Regions from separate parts of the Anas platyrhynchos genome. Here region 1 is linked to region 2. Evidence: chromatin contacts called from public Hi-C data. All regions are on one chromosome and are shown on one strand. Each heading gives the region's core, a stretch centred on a gene start, on an enhancer-like site or on the middle of the called end of the contact. The rest is flanking DNA. Distances are from core to core; before and after follow the strand shown. Region 1 holds the start of ARVCF (ARVCF delta catenin family member). Region 2 holds the start of TXNRD2 (thioredoxin reductase 2).

Region 1 (2,700 bases), core at 159-2,658, 310 kb before region 2:
GGCACTGGGCACTAAGGACACATCACCTTCAGCACAGTACAAGGAATGGTGCATACTAGATTTAGTAGCCGTTCAGACCCTTCTTTCTATTTCCCATGTCTATTTTGTTCTAAATACAGCAACCCAGGTAACGTTGTCCCTTGTAGACCTGCTTAGAGCATGTCAGTATAGCTCCTGTTTGTCAAACTAGAAGAGTCCGATCTCAAGTAGGTGGTGATTCTGTGTCCATTTTAAGTACTTTTAGTGAAGATAGTGGTACTAGGTGTCAGCACACAATCTCTAGAAAGCATTAAAAATAATTAAAAAAAAAAAGATGCTTAGCGAAAAGTTCGTACAAATGTCCTAAGTCTGAAGAGCTAAAAGAGAAATAGTTCTGACATTTGTCTCAAAACTTTGTGCCATCTTGTAAGTGCTGGAATATATGTGTGGAACCCATAAAGCATACCTTAAATGGTTAAATATCTTTTAATTTGGAGCTCTCAAAAATTATTTGCTTAGGTGGGGACATCAATGGCTCGGACAGAGCATTCTGCATGTGTAGGTGGTAATGTAAGATCTTTATGGGTAAAATCTGTAAATTTTGTGGCTTAGTAGCTAAATTGGTAGCTCACATTGCTGATCTTGCTACAGAATCTATGATGTACCTGATTTAACTCACACCAACCCAGTAAAATATATTTCAATATAAAAGAATGTGAACAAAATACATCTGGAAACAAAGCATGCAGGGCTATGGATAACTTGGCAAGTACTTCAGAAAATAATGCAGCTCTTACCACATATAAAAGCTTCAGCAGGACCGCTCAGGGTAACGCTGTGGTAAATGGGACTAATGCAACCCTTTTAAATCTCAAATAGGGGGTATCTCGGGGAGGCAGGGGAGCGATGCACTTTGCCCACAGCCCTGATGAGGGCAGTCCTGCAAGGCAGCCCCATCTCTGGCATCCAGTTCGGACAGAGGGCAAAGACGCTAGAAATAATGAAACGAGGAACATAAAGAAAGGACGGGGGAGGTGGCAGGGCGTGACCCGGGCCCTTCAGGGGCACATCCCCGCGGTTTATCCCACGGGAGCCCGGGGGCAGTCACCGCGCAGCAGCCGCGGGGCACCGCAGGCGGCCAGCGGGTTCCCTGCCACACGCCCGGCCCCGCTCGGACGGACAGCCCCACCAGCCAATGGGCTTCGGAGCGTCCAGCCAGAGGGGCGGGACTGGGCGGGAACGCACCAATGAGGTTGCGGTTGCTGGGCGCGATCGCGAAGGCGCCGTCCAATCAGAAAATTGGCGGCGCGGGAGGAACCCGCTGCTCCGTGAGGCGGTCGCGGGCGGGCACCGCTGAGGGGAGCGAGCGGCCGCGCTGCTGCCCTCCGCTGGCCGCCGTGTGGTGGCGGCGGGGGGGGGGCGCACGGATCCTTCCCTTCCCCCAAGTGTGAATGTTGAAGAACGACCGTGCCCGGCTTTAAAAAAAAAAAAAAAAAAAAAAAAGAGTTGAGGAGACGGCACCGGTGCGGCCTGAGGGGAGGGCGCGGCCCGCTCCCGCCCGGCCTCCCCTGAGGCTGAGCCCGCGGCCTCGCCCCGGGGATCCCCCTGAGGCGGCGGGGGGGCGGCAGCGGGGGCCCCGTGCGAGGGGAGATCCCCCCCCCGGCTGCTGCAACAACGGTGCCAAGAGCAGTCAGAGCATAAGGCAACGCGGGGAGAGGGTCACCGAGTCCTCCCCCCCGATACAGACGGTCCCGGGCACCCTTTGTAACCGGGAACGTGGCGGCGGGGGGGGAAAGCCGCCCGGCGGTGAGGAGGCGGCGGGGGCTGGCGCAGCCCCGCAGCTCCCCGCGGAGGATGCGCGGGGCCGGGAGCCCGCGGGGCTGGGGGGGGCGGGAGCGGCGAGCGGCGGGCGGGGAGCTCCGGGAGACGGCAGCCGGCAGAGGAGGAGGGCGAGGGGCTCGTTGTTGATGTGCTGCCCAGCGGCTGCCGAGTGTTTTATTGAAGAGTTCTTTTTTTTTTTTTTTTTTTTTTTTTTTTTGGTACACCCGCCTCCCTGTGATACCGCGAAGCCGGCAGAGGCAAGGAAAATAGGCTGAAGACAGAGGAATAGGAGAAGACGGAGGAGATGGTGAGCAGAGCGGTGGGATTGGGGAAATGGGTGAGGTTGCCAGGCTATTTGCTGTGAGAGGTTCTCGGAGGGTGTAGTACGTTTGGGATGATTGTACATCACGGTTGCAGACCGGTCTTCTTTGTTTGCTAAAGATTGCTCTTCAGGGTTTAACAGCCTTCATCAGTTCATGGTGAGATACGCAAGGAGGAGTTGATGTATGCGAAAAGCTAAAAAATTACATATGCTAACCACACACAGAAGCAACTCCTAAACAAACCAACATTGTGTTAATCCTGCAATATGATGGCCAGTTCTTGTCATGGAGGGAAGTCATTGCTCAGGTTATTTGTGGCATGCATAGGGGATGAGTCTCTTTATAGCAAAGACCAAACAGAACTAACCTATTTCTTCACAAATATGAAATCCGTTACAAAGTTAAGAGCCAAAGTTAGATTTTTTTTCTTCTTTTCATTTTCTCTGCAGTACTGCTGGGAATGATTAAAATCTAATGGTTTCAAAACTTGAACAACTCTCTCAAATGTTCGGTTCGAGCATACATGTAGCAAAGACTATCTCTCTTTTTTTTTTTTTTTTAATGCAGGCACTTGTTT
Region 2 (2,700 bases), core at 174-2,673:
TGTTCTACTCATGTCTTTCTACCGCTGTTGCAGTGGGTAAGGAGTATCTTTAGTGATTTATTGATTGTACTGCTGTAGAATACAAGGTTTTCAGCCTTTTATTTCCAGCAGTGATACTGGACAACTCATCGACCGTTAGTAACTCCCGTTTCATGTATTTGCAAACATTAACTGAGAGGAAAAAAATATAATTATCTGACCTACACTAGGAGGTGATACTAGTTATACAAAAAGTTTCTTTTGAGCATGTACTGCCACTTCCCCTGGACTATGGATCAGATGGATGTTTCTGGTACAAAATGGTTAGATGCTGCCCCCTTGTGAGACAAGCCCTTACTCCAAAGCCAGCTGAACACAACTGCCTAAAACTGTTTTCTGTCACCAGCTCCTTCTCCCTAAGAGGAAGGAGCTGATTTCTTTGTCCTAAATTGATTTGACCATGGTGATATTTATTATATGCGACCCACTTTGTACAGCAGCAGGTAGAGCTACTAATATGCTGCAATACAGACCAACAGCCAACACTTCTGACAGAGAACAACCTTGTTCCCTGTGGTATGGTTTTGCTCAACACCTACTATGAAACCTTTTACCTTGGGCTGTCAAAATACATTACAAGCATTAATAACTCCCATCTGAAGCAGGTCAGCAGCTTCACCCCTGTTTAACCAACAGAAGATGTGGGGCACCAAAAGGGTCATCCAAAGCCTGCGAAGTCTGGTGGTGCTCTGACAGGCTGTGCTGTGTGGACATTTGCCCTGTCGCTGTTAAACCTTGCACTAAAGCTGTTGGTGCTGGTCTCCCTCACTGACATGTGGTGTGGGCCCAGCCCCACCATTTTGGCTGAGGTCAGCCAGGAGTCCCTCGCTCCTGCTCACAACGCTGGAAGCGCTTCAGTCACGGGAACCTGAGCCAACACGACAACTTGACTGTAATGCCTCGTGGGAGGGAAGGACTTTATTCACACTGCTTTCTCAGGGGGCTTTAACTTTGTGTACAGCACCTGAGGCACCTGTGGAAGCGGTTCTGACAACCCGCACCCCTCATGCACAAGGGACGCACAGCTTCAGAGGAGAAAACAGGACTTTGGGTATTGGTAACGGCTCTGGGCAGCTGTGCTCCTTTTCCTTCCTAAAAACCTTCCCTGACCCTCCTCTGCAGCTTTATGTTAACGGCAAGCCAGGCAAGAAAAGCACTGTGTGTTTTTTCCCCCCTTTCCAAAAAAGTTCGATTTTAACTCTAACTGGAGCCGGTGTCCACCTGCTAAAAAAAAAAAAAAAAAAAAAAAACTGCAGCTCTCGCAGCGGCTGAAGAAGCCGGAGCTCGGGGGCGAGCAGAGCGGGCGCCCCACGGGTAGGGGAGCAGCAGGCTCCCCTCAGGGCTGCTCGCCAGGGCACCGCCATCAGCGCCCTCCGCTCAGGCGCTGCTCGGCCGCCTCCGCGGGGTCCTGGCGCGGCGCGGCGGGGCGGCCCGTTGCCGCCCAGCGTTGCCGTACAGCATGGCGGCGCTGTGGTGGAGGCGGCGGCGTCTCCCGGGCGCGGCGGGGCTGTGCCGTACGGCGCGAGCCCTCTCAGGTACGGGGCGGCCGCGCGGAGGCCGCGCCTCTGCCTCGGTTCTCGCGGCGGGCAGCGGGCGGCCCGCTCCGCTCCGCTCCCCCCGCCACCCGGTGTGAGGCACGAGAGGCCCGCGAGCGCCTTACCTGAGGGGCTGCTGCCGACAGCCGGGGCCGCCGCCGCCGCCCCCCTGAGGCGCCGCTCTGCCCCCTCAGCGGCCCGGCCGGGGCGGCTGTCGGGCTGCTGCCATCCTCAGGGGCTGCCGGAGCCGCCCCCCGGCGCTCCCGGCTGCCGTCCTCCTGAGGGAGGTCCTTCTGGGAGCCCTGCGGCCGCAGGTGGCTGTGAAGCAGGCGAGGCCGCCTGCCCCCTGCGCTGCGGTTTGTTGGGGAGGTCCCGAGGCGGTACAGGAGACCACCAGGGCTTCGCTTTAGGCTGACCCCGCCGTGACGGGGGGCTGCCAGCCGTCCCCGGGGGGCTGCACCGCTCAGAGCGGTCTCCACCCTGCGCCCAACACACAGCGGCTTAGGGGCTTCGAGGCTGCTGTGGGCTTGGCTGCCCTCCCCGAGCCGCTGGCAGCTCTTTGGAAGCCCTCCTGCCCTCGCTCAGAAAGTTCTGTCTCACCTTGGCATTTCTTCCACCGCCTCCAAGCCTCTCCGTTAGAATGGGCAGAGCTGTGGGGAGGCCGAGGTGGCAGAAGGGGCCAGCTGCCCTCAGCCTCACCACGCCTCTGCGAGTCCTGAGTTGCAGCTGAAGCTTTCGAGAGCGATAAGGTGACTGCTGAGAAATGTAGGGGTAGAAACTGCTGCGGTAACGCAGGAAGGGAAGGCCCGTACCAGACTCCAGCTGCAGCTGTCAAAGTATGCAGGAAGAGCTTCACAGGACATTGTGTAAAATGTAATTATTTTCCATTGTTGGATTGCTTTATTTCCTGCGTTTCATTTATAAAACCAGCCTCATCAGTTTTCATCATTTTTGGAAAGTGCTTTGGGACGCTGAGGAAACAGTGCTCTAGTAAAGGAAACACAAATCAACAATAATCAGTTGTGAAAAAAAAAAAAGCATACCATTTTCTATTTGCCTTTTAACATACCTTGCCTTTCTTGTCTGTTACTATTCCTACATTTCTCACATCTTCACAGGAAAGCCT

The links. A called contact is a pair of places that touch in the nucleus more often than the background predicts.
Region 1: a contact with region 2 is called in a Hi-C map of subcutaneous adipose tissue, with 4 times the contacts expected there. The contact joins the promoter of ARVCF here to the promoter of TXNRD2 in region 2. A contact is called at or near these places in 2 of 8 Hi-C or Micro-C datasets (skeletal muscle and subcutaneous adipose tissue).

Annotation. Positions count from the first base shown.
Region 1 is chr16:11,038,536-11,041,235 of IASCAAS_PekinDuck_T2T, reverse strand. It overlaps ARVCF (ARVCF delta catenin family member), which reads left to right and starts at 1,408. Exons shown (of 18, transcript XM_072024632.1): 1 at 1,408-1,426; 2 at 2,049-2,107. It overlaps TANGO2 (transport and golgi organization 2 homolog), which reads right to left and starts at 1,069. Exons shown (of 9, transcript XM_038187385.2): 1 at 777-1,069.
Region 2 is chr16:10,730,651-10,733,350 of IASCAAS_PekinDuck_T2T, reverse strand. TXNRD2 (thioredoxin reductase 2) reads left to right here and starts at 1,423. Exons shown (of 17, transcript XM_072024640.1): 1 at 1,423-1,574; 2 at 2,693-2,700. The coding sequence starts at 1,499. It overlaps COMT (catechol-O-methyltransferase), which reads right to left and starts at 2,309. Exons shown (of 5, transcript XM_005024379.6): 1 at 2,175-2,309.